Linked DNA regions of Mus musculus: region 1 is linked to region 2. A link is a contact called in public HiChIP or PLAC-seq data. All regions are on one chromosome and are shown on one strand. The core of a region is the stretch at or near the end of the contact, and the rest is flanking DNA. Distances in the headings are between cores, read along the strand shown.

Region 1 (4,888 bases), core at 1,652-4,151, 190 kb before region 2:
GGAAGGAGGGAGGGAAGGGAAGGGGAAAGGGAAGGAGGGGAAAGAGAGATAGAGAGAATTATGCATATACAACACACACACACACACACACACACACACACACACACACACACACACACTCTCTCTCTTGTCAGGCTGGGCAGGACTGGAGAACAGAGAAGTCAGCCATGGCTGGGGCCACCTGGGCAGGTGACCCTGAAGAAAGGCTCATTTCACATGCTGTATGGGGTGGGGAGACTCCCCAGGCCCCAAGGCCCCGTGGCTGTGGGAACAGCTTCCTTCCTGGGCCTGTGGGATTGCGTGACTCCCGGAATGCTGGGCTCAGGGTGTGGAAGCAAGCAAACGCCATTAGGCCTATCACTGATCTAGAGGCGCAGATATGGAAGTTTGAGGAGGCCCAGCCGGCTCTGCCCAACTGTAAAGAGACGTGATTGAGGCGGGTCATGGGGAGGTGGCAGTGATTAAGGGGGGGGGGTGGTTGAGGCCTGCTGACTTCCTGCATAGCAGGCAGGGTGACAGAGGAAGCCCGTGATGGGGATTAGTCATGGCACCGCCTTCTCATGGAGCCCATAAACCCAGGACTTCAATATCTCCAAGAGAGAACACCTGGCCCAGCCCACAAGTCATTTCCACTTTGGAAGTAGCTGCCCTGAGGCCTGACTCTGACATGGTTGAGGTTGGGTAGACAGCAGCCCTAAGCAGAGTCATAGCACTTCTGAGGCTCTCTGGGCCCTTTCTCTTCCCAGCATCCCATGGAACTCCTAGACAGCCTTGTAGGAGGACCTTAACTGCCATCCCATGGACAAGAACACAGGGCCCAGATTTTCAGGATAGAAAAGGGTGGGAGGGAGATCGCAGGGACACAGCGCAAGCTACTGAGTGTCAGTCGCTGCAGACCTAGGTTTGGACCCTGGCTTAGGTCCAGGGCCACAGGTGGAGGTGATCAAATGGAGACATGGGCCAATAGGGAGAAGGGACTTAAGAAGAAAAGGACTCTGCCCTTGGGCCTTGCCACCTTTGCGGTTATAAAACTCTAGAAGGTAAGGTGTATTCTGAGAAGTATTCCTTACAGTGACCAGATAGAGTAAAGATTTATGAAGGAGGCAGGACAAGGCACATCCTCTCTGTGGTGCATGTGTCTAGGTATGAGAGGCGCTGGATGGGACTTCCTGTATCTGGGGTGAGGACCATCCATGGAGGCCTCTAACCCTCCACCCTGGGGGTCATTGGCCCTGCCAATTTGAAGGGTTGTCAGTGTTACCGATCCAGAAGACTAAGTTCCAGTCTTAGCGTCATTGCTTACATGCCTTTGAAGAACTTTGAAATGGATACAGTCCTCACTGTTGAAATGGGTTGACACATGTCTCTGTCTGGGATGACTTAAGAACTGGCAGCTGGTTGGGAGTAACTTCTCCAATGGCCCCAGCACAAAAATAGTGCCTGATAAATATTTGGAGAATCTTTTCAGGGATAAAAAGAAAATAAGAAAAAAAAAATGTGTCAAGCTGCCTGTCGACTTCAGTGGGGGAGATGGGGCCTGGAGAGTCAAGATGGCTCCTCTACTGCCCTTTACTGTGGTTGATGCGTGGTTGGCAGTACTTTCTCCCATGACCCTCCTGTATCTTCCAGCTCATCGCACCCTGAAGATCCAGATTCCCATTGCATCCCATAGCGATTTAGACACCTGACCTGGGGTCCTGCAGGTAATCTTTTCCCAGGAGGTGAAGCACCACCACACAGCTTGTGTGACCAAGTCAAAACTTGATCATTGTCTTCTGCACTCCCCAAGACTGTTCCCACATCTGTCTGTTCCCTCTGTTTCTATGACCAAAGCCATCCCCTCCCACCGCTGCTACCACTTGTGGTCTTCCCATCACCCTTGTCTTCCCAGTGGCTGGCCAAGGGATCTCAAGTCGAGTATCAGCTATGCTACTTTCTAGCTTGGAAGGTCGGATCTCGGATGTTCCCCCAAAGCCTCACGTGTTAAGGTCTGGTTTCCAGGGTGATGGCTCAAGGAGGACGACAGGGGAACTTTGAGAAGCAGGACCTTGGAGGCCTTAGGTCATCATGTGTATTCCTGAGGGGACTATAGATAGGGCCTCAGCTTGCTCCTCTCATTGTTTTCTGGTTTGCAATATAGCCACCACTGTGCACAACCTCATCACAGCCCCAAGCAATGTGACCAACCAGCCATGGATTTGAAAGCCCTGAACCTGAGCCAGAACAAACCTTTCCCTTTACAGATGTGACTTTCTCAGGAAAGCAAGCATAGCTGCTGAAGGTCTTCTATGGCTTCCCACTCTCCCTAGGATGAGCTCCAGCCTCACTGGTCTGGTTTGCCGAGCTCTCTTAGCCTGATTGATTTTGTTCTGCTGCTCTGACTCGCTTCTTCCAAGTGCCCTAGGCTTAGTGAAACAGAAACACTGCTTTCCCCATATGCCTTTGCACACGAGCCCCTCACCTAGCGTTTCTTTCTTTCTTGTTTCATAAATCCTCCTTTGAGACTTGGTCTCCAATGTCACCTCCTCTGTGAAGCCAAGTTGACTTTCTTCCCCACTTTCACGGGACTGGAAAGCCCATAGCTCAGCCTGCCTGGGAAATTTCAAATAATCCCTTCTGATATTAGGTGGCAGCTGACACCAGCTGGAAGATGAGGTTATCTTCACTTGCAATCTGTCCCCAGCACTAACCCTTGGGGTGGGGGTGGGGAGCAGAGTGGGCAGTGCTGGCCCTGCTTTACCTCCGTGCCTCCTCACTGTGACCCCCGGGGGTAGCTGTGCATTCCTTAAGCTACATAAGAAGAGTCCCAGGAAGGTTCCAGAAGTCCTGCCCAAGGTCATCCGGCCTCACCCACCCTGCCTCCAGCCCTCTGGCTTCCTCTGCTTGCCAGGCTGTCCTGTGGCTGCCAGCTTCTGTGTTTATCTCCATGAAAGTGAGTTCCTTGGTGGCCTGAGTCACACCAGCCTTATCTCTGTGTCCCTAGAGGCTGAGGAGAGCTGGGGACAGGCAAGGCCAGTGAATATTTACTGACACTGGGCTCTCCTTTTTCCTTGTCCTGCTTCTGCTGACCTCAGGTCACCCCCACCCCCCACCCCCCACCTTCCTCTCCCCAAGCTCTGCTCTTTAATGGTAGCTGTGCTTGGCTAGAAGAGACTCTCACCCGTGTGACATTCAGCAACTCAAGTCTTTTCTTTAAAGGCCGATAGGGCTCGTGTTTCTTAGAGTGGGGTGCACAGCCCTGTCCTAGGGGCATATGAAGCCATAAGAGGAAGGGAACACCCCATTTTGGGAAGAGCTTTTCTTTTTGGAAGTCCTTGGACTCAAGTGAGACATATTTGGCTTTCAAAGGACAATTTAAGTGTGATTTTGAAACTTAAAAACAACAACAACAACAAAATAAAAAAAATGATAGTCAACTCTTAGTATCCATGGTTTCCACATAAGTGAACTCAAACAATTTTGCATATAATATTAGGGAAAATTGTGTCTGTATTAAGCGTGGGCAGACTTGGGTCATTGTTTCCCAAACCGATGTGGCACCTGTTTACACAGCACCTTTGCTGGGTTGAGTATTTTAACTCAGACATAGTTTTGAACTTACAGAAGGGTGTACGGTGGTCCTATGCAGATACTGTGCTGTCTTACACATCTGTCCCCCGCATCCGTGGCTTTCGGGGCTGGAGCCCAGGCCTGTGTGTTGGTTTTCTTCCTGGCATGTCCTACACATTCATTGCCACCTGTCTCCCTGGGCGGTGCCTCCGCAGACTGTTTCCTTTCTGACCTTCTCCGGGCCCTGCTTCTGGCTTTAGCATCTCTCTGCCCAGAAGCCCCTGCAAGGCTGAAGCGTCTTGGAGGTCTGCGGTCCTCCCTCACCTCCCAGCACTCCTTGATCCCCGTCCTCTGCTGGCTTCTCTGAGCCCTGCCTTCACTCTGCATGTGACCTCTGCGTTAGGGGCTCCTCTGCCTTAGATACCCTTGCCGTGTGCTCCTGGCTGTGTCCTGACCCCAAAACACTGCCTTGCTAAGCTTGAGCCAGGACTCAGGAGGTGGAAGGCAGTTGAGGAGCAAAGACTGCGCGTGGTGTTTGAGAGAATAGTCACCCTCATCAGGCAACAGAGCAAGGAGAAAACCTTGGCTAGCATCTTGTCAGTAGGAGGCAGCTCCTTAAAAAAAAATAGTCCCCCTTCATCAGCAGCTGTCCCACCCCGGGAGCCCTGGGAGGCCTGGCCATAGTGCAGCTTTTCCAAGGCATGTTGCCCACCACTGTGGCAGCAGCGGCAGCGTCGTCGATAACACGGGCTCCTTGGAGGCATAACGTGGGCTCCTCAGAGGCCTGCCTGGAGCTGGCCCATCTGGCAGGCAGGGTGGCCAGGGACCCCAGGCCGAGCTGCCAGCAACTGACTCAGCACAACGCCCTTCTCTAAGCAGTTTGGCTTCGGGTGGGAACCAACCAGCCATCCGGTGTCCCCTCCCCTGCCCTTGGAGGCAGCCAACTCACTCAGGTTGGAGCGGCCCCAGGCCCTTAATGAGCGCAGGCTGCAGCCTGGCCCAGGCCTGGGTGGCTCTGAGTTGAGAACACATGCTCAGGCAGCGAAGGACGTGGGCCTCTGATGGACAGCCAGAGTTCTGTCCTCTGGCCTGCCTCCCTGGGAGGCCTGAAATTTTGGGATGTCAAGGCCAGAAGACAGAACAACTTTTTAGATGTGCAGATAGAGAAACTGAGGCACAGAGAGGAATCAGCTTGCTTGCGACTGCAGCAGGTACACAACCTTGCCAGCATTCAAATGTAATTGATTCCTGCCCCCCTCCCCCACCCCCTCGCACCCCACCCCTAAACCTGCATGCTTTCATTTTCTCAAGTAGCACAACTAAGAAAGACACCTGAATT
Region 2 (5,359 bases), core at 1,351-3,850:
TGAGTCATCTCCTTGTCTACCACATCCACACTGTGTGTGCTACCCACCCATTACTCACTTAGCACTCACCTAGGTTATCAGCCTGAATGTTACACACTATCACAGTGCTTGTTTTATGTAAGGGCCCCAAAGTCCAAGAGACTCAACACTGGCAATTCAGATACATTGTAGGGAAGCTGTAAAGTGCTTCGGTGGAGTAAGACGGTGAAAGTGGTGTAAGGCACAGGTGTGGAGGGGTGCACTTGTAAAGGCAGCACTTGGGAAGCTAATGCCAGAGGGTCAAAAGGTCGAGGGTATCCTCAGCTACAAGTGAATTTGAGGCTAGCCTGAGTTCCATGAGACCCCCACATCAAAGAAAGAATAGGAAGATAGAAGGGGAGGGGTGAGGGAAGGAGGGAGAAAGAGATACTACATTCCTGTGACTTTTGTCATACTATATAATTCTTTATTTTATTATTTATTATTGTTAATCTCTTCCTGTGCTAATAGCTTCATATTAATTTATAAACTAAGCTTTGTTGTAGGCATGTACAGCCAAAAAAATCCTTTATGGATAAGGCTTAGTACTACTCAATGTTTGGAGTATTAATTGGGGTTCTTGTAGTATATGAGTGTGTATGTGAGTGTGTGTGAGTGTGTGAGTGTGTGAGTGTGTGTGTGTGTGTGTGTGTGTGTGTGTGTGTGTGTGTGTACATTGGAGGAATACCCTGGAAACACCAATTTTGAAAATATTTTATTAACATACATGAATTATATATGGTAATAGGTTTCAACATGACATTTTCATACAAGCATACATATGTGTTTATATATTATCAGGGAACCTGGGGCTCTATACATTCCTTTTATGGATGATGATGGAGGCACCTCTTCAACATGACAGCTGACAACAATTTAGCTCTGAGACAACCCTACCTATTTGGAACATAGCCTTTGTTCCCCAAAGAAAGCAAATAAAAAATATAGTTGAGCAGACAATGAGTGTCATGAAGTCTGTGTTCCCAATGTAATGGACATTATTCATAAGAAAATCTGTACACAAAATTCAGAAATAATAGTTTCTATGTATTCAAATTAAATTGGATTTAAAAAAAAATTCAAGGCCCCTAATGAAGGATCTAGAGAAAGTATCCAAGGAGCTAAAGGGGTCTGCAACCCTATAAGAAGAACAACAATATGAACTAACCAGTATGCCCCAGAGCTGTGTCTCTAGTTGCATATGGAGCAGAGGATGGCCTAGTCGGCCATCAATGGGAGGAGAAGCCCTTAGTCTTGTGAAAATCATATGCCCCAGTACAGGGGAATGCCAGGGCCAGGAAGCGGGAGTGGGTGGGTTGGGGAGCAGGGCAGGGGGAGGGTATAGGGGGCTTTGGGGATAGCATCTGAAATGTAAATGAAGAAAATATGTAATAAAAGAAAAAAATTCCAAGTTAGTTCAATTTAATATTCTTTTCCTAATAGGAAGATGTGATCTGTCTCAATATATCTGTAAGGAAAGGACCAAAGAGAACATTGTGAGGGAGGGAAAACATCATAACCACAGAGAATAGAAGTCTACAACCAGTATTTAGTGCTGGGGAAAACGTCTAAGTGCCTCGTTATGTTTAAGGGTCCTATTGCACTGTGACTCCCTGTGACTGATAATTTATAGTGTGTCTTTAAGAAAATAGTACACTACATGTTTTATTTATAAGGGAAAAAAACCAAATGTCAGGAAGATTTCCTTCCTGGATAGTTTATGTTATGGTGCCAGGGATGGAACTCGGGGCTTCCAGCAGGCTAAACACACATTCTACCACTGAGTCACACCCCGCCCAGGATCTGATTTTATAAGCTTGGCTACTTTTCCATGGCCATCCAGGAAACCAGCAGGCTACCCAGGTTGCACTCCTCCTCTGAGGGTTCTGTGGGGCCAAGTTATAGTCTGTGTAAACACGGAAGGCAGAGGTTAATGGGCACCGCTTCAGCAAAGGCTTTAGTACGAAGCTCTTTGCAGGGTGACCTGGTAGCAACGTGCCTCTATATCACATTTCTTCCCTTCCTTATCAGGCCCCCTAGGGTGCACGACAGATAAGCATAGGACCAGGTACATAATCTCCCAGGTGAATTAGATGACAAGAACAAGTTGAGTTTTATTTAAACATTTGTCTATCTATCTATCTATCTATCTATCTATCTATCTATCTATCTATCCATCCATCCATCTATCGTGAGTGTGTAATGCATGTCTGTGCATGCCACATATGCAAAGTAGAGGTCAAAGGAAAACTCTGGGGAGTCAGTAGTCTCCTTCCACCATGTGGGTTCTGGGAAAGAACTCAGGCTGCCAAAGCTTCGCAGCACGTGAGCACTTAGTTTGGTAACAGGGAGTTTGAGGTAGCTCTTTGCCTCTCGGCCGTACCATCTGTCCCTTGCTCATCTCACTGCCAGGAGAGAGACTTCTGCCTTGGCCATCATCTCTGGTCAAAGCAAATATCCAGTAGGAAGCAGGTAAAGGGAGCCTTCCCCGGGGTGCAGACAGATCTCTGGGCGACCCGAGTGCACATCTGTGCCTTTCCAGTGACTCACCTGCATGTGAGGATAAATTATTCCTCAAAATGTGTGGAGCTGGAGCACCAATGGGATTGAGCTTTTTGTGAAATGCTGACTCACTGGGATGCATGGAGCCAGAAGCTTATGCAATTGCTCTTTTATCTCCGGAAGATCTTTAGTAATTGCGGGCACTCCCCTTATTTCAATAGCTTCAGAGAGGGACTGTTGACACCTTAGATTAAGCCAGTGGATACTTGCCACCCTTTTCCATTCATAAAGTCAAAGAACTAGGAGGTACTGAAATTAAGGACTGGACTTAATTTTTTTAAGCTTAAAATATTCATAGTCTTCTTTTTAAAAAGATCAATTTTGTGGGTTTTTTTTTTTTTTTTTTTTTTTTTTTTGCTTTTGTACCTGTGCACGCATGCGCACACGTACACGCATGCGCACACGGGCTAGTGCTAAAAATCCCATCTTTCTGGAGCTGGATGGCAGCTGTGAGCGTCTGTCCTCAGAGTGCTGAGGCACACACTGCGGACAGATGAACAGCGAAAACGCTCATCTCCCCCACCTCATTTCTCACAGGGCACTTGGCAGACACAGAAGCAGATTCAAAGAGTCAACTTCATGGTTGATCTTTTTCCCCCTCGGATAAAGCATAAAATCTGTGAGAGACCTCAGAGAGGAAGCCGTCTACCAGAAAACATAATGAAAACATGGGGACAGCCAAAATAGTAACCACGTCCTCCCCACGATGAACAAAACCCAAAGGCTGAACGTTAAGTCAAGAGAGGCAGTTGGCCCCTGGTCCCCGAAGCAGAATCTTAGATTTTTGTAAAGAAATTGTATGATTTCTCCCCTCTGTGAAATGATAAAGAGAAATGTGCTGGGGTTGAACAAGCCCAGTGGGTGGACTGAGCTCTTTAGTGAATCAGGCAGAAGTGGGACTTACTCCACAGTTGTAACCCTTTAAATGCTGGGAGGAATACGGCAAAGCTATTGAAGGCAGCATGTTGGTGGTGGTAATGATTACTTAGAAGTGAAGGGATAATTTTGGAAGTATGCCTGGCTTCAGGGAAGAATGGCTCTTCATTTAACTACCCACGTGATGGACGTGTTTCAGGTGAGCTGTTGAAGTTTCTCTGAGCTCTGGGAGATTCAGAGGCAATTTCTTTGACCATATCTCATTCCCTCATGCACACACACACACACACACACACACACACACACACCTATTTTTACCTAAAGTGGGAACCCAGCCATGCACAATCATTGTCCATGAGACCTGACAATGCAGTATAGTTCTGTTTTCAGGGATGGTGGCATTACTGGTACCAGATCTGACCTCCTGCTGGATGAAAATCTATGAAACGACATTGGAGCATACAGACCACAGTACTGAGACCTTCAGGAGAAGCCGCAAGTAAAGAAACCCTGTAGGTTACCTTGGCTGTCAGGACTTCTGTCTGGGATGGAGGAACTCACAAAGAGTGTGCCTGTCTTCCTGAACAAGGAGATAGAGATTCGGGTTCTGAGAGGCTGATGAGATACAGTTTTCCATGAGGAAAAACAGCTCCAGAACTATTGTCTGAGTTCTTTAGTTTGTGGCTGGATGGTAAACCGAGCAGCCATAGGATGACCCTACCCAAGGCAAATTCACTGGGAAGAGCATAGCTCTCAGGAGTCCCAGATAGGCAATCCACAGAGCTCAAACACTAGGAGATGGCTTTGTTTGTTTGTCTGCCTTTTGAGAAAATTGGCCAAGGCTGGTCTTGAACTCACTATGTAGCTCTAAGGCTGGCTTTGAATGCTGATCCTCCTGTTTCTACTCCCCAGAATGTTGGGTTTGCAGGCATATATCACCATGACTGGCTAAGTACAGTCCTCTTCAAATATCTGGGGTATTCAGTTAGAGATTCAGAAAGACCAAGCCTTAAAACTAGAGCTAACTTGGGGCCAGCCAGAGAGCTCAGTGGTTAAAGGTGTTTGCTGCTAAGCTTGGCCACCTAAGTCTGAGCCAAAGAACCCACAAGCTGGAGTAAGAGAACCAACTCCCAAAAGTTGTGTTCTGACCTCCACACATGGCCATGGCAATGGCTGAAAATGTACACCCATAGACAGACAGACAGACAGACAGACAGACAGACAGACACACACACACACACACACACACACACACACACACTGAACTAAATGAACCATAGTAAAGATTATTCTATAGCTACATAAGAAAAAAAATTTTAAAGTTCTGTAGAGGATCAAACTGATCATAAAATATTTTAATAGCTTCCGTCCTAGCCCTCACAACACTCTAGAGGAAGATACACAACACTTAAGACAAAACATCATGATATCCAGTATCCCATAAAACATTACTAGACTTGAAGAAGCAGGACCTAAAAATACAATGAAAGGCCACAGCTACAGCCTTAAACGCGGTAGAGTCTGTAAGACTACCAGGCAAGAGCTGTAAATGCATGCCAGGCCTTTCGATGACACTGAAGACATGGAAAAGAACCAAGTGAGCATTTTCCAGCTAAAGAACAAAACACATAATGTGGAAAATCTGCCGGGTGGGGTTAATAACGCTTTAGATGATACAACATAAGGCCAGAAAACTCAATCCCATAGTTACAGAATTTATGAACAGCAAAGAAGGGGGCTAGGGATATACCTCTGTGGAAGAGCACACCCCTAGCATGCATGAGCCCCTCTCTTCCAAACCACAGATAAACAAACAAGTAAATAAATGGAAACCCAGAAGAAAAACATGAAAAAAAAATTAAGGAAAGACTTTGGGTCTTATGTGACAATACGAAGTGGCCTT

What was found. HiChIP or PLAC-seq counts read pairs in DNA pulled down with a chosen protein or histone mark.
Region 1: an HNF4G HiChIP or PLAC-seq map of pancreatic cancer cells shows a contact between it and region 2. The contact joins two enhancer-like sites. A contact is called at or near these places in 1 of 15 datasets of contacts at CTCF or cohesin (the NIH/3T3 cell line), 4 of 115 datasets of contacts at active chromatin or transcription factors (CD8 T cells, the NIH/3T3 cell line, embryonic midbrain and 1 more) and 2 of 9 other capture datasets (bone marrow-derived macrophages and embryonic stem cells).

What each region holds. Positions count from the first base shown.
Region 1 is chr6:115,499,289-115,504,176 of GRCm38.p6, reverse strand. No RefSeq gene overlaps it. Among named protein-coding and RNA genes, the nearest start is that of Gm36301, 18 kb to the left of the region's middle. Within about 2 kb of position 2,901, at least 43 of the 459 cell types and tissues checked have an H3K27ac peak or open chromatin away from gene starts, as enhancers often do. A contact at or near this core is called in pancreatic cancer cells, where this site is marked.
Region 2 is chr6:115,310,657-115,316,015 of GRCm38.p6, reverse strand. It overlaps Gm38877 (a long non-coding RNA gene), which reads left to right. Exons shown (of 3, transcript XR_869368.1): 2 at 3,847-3,968. Among named protein-coding and RNA genes, the nearest start is that of Gm38877, 3.8 kb to the left of the region's middle. Within about 2 kb of position 2,600, at least 41 of the 459 cell types and tissues checked have an H3K27ac peak or open chromatin away from gene starts, as enhancers often do. A contact at or near this core is called in pancreatic cancer cells, where this site is marked.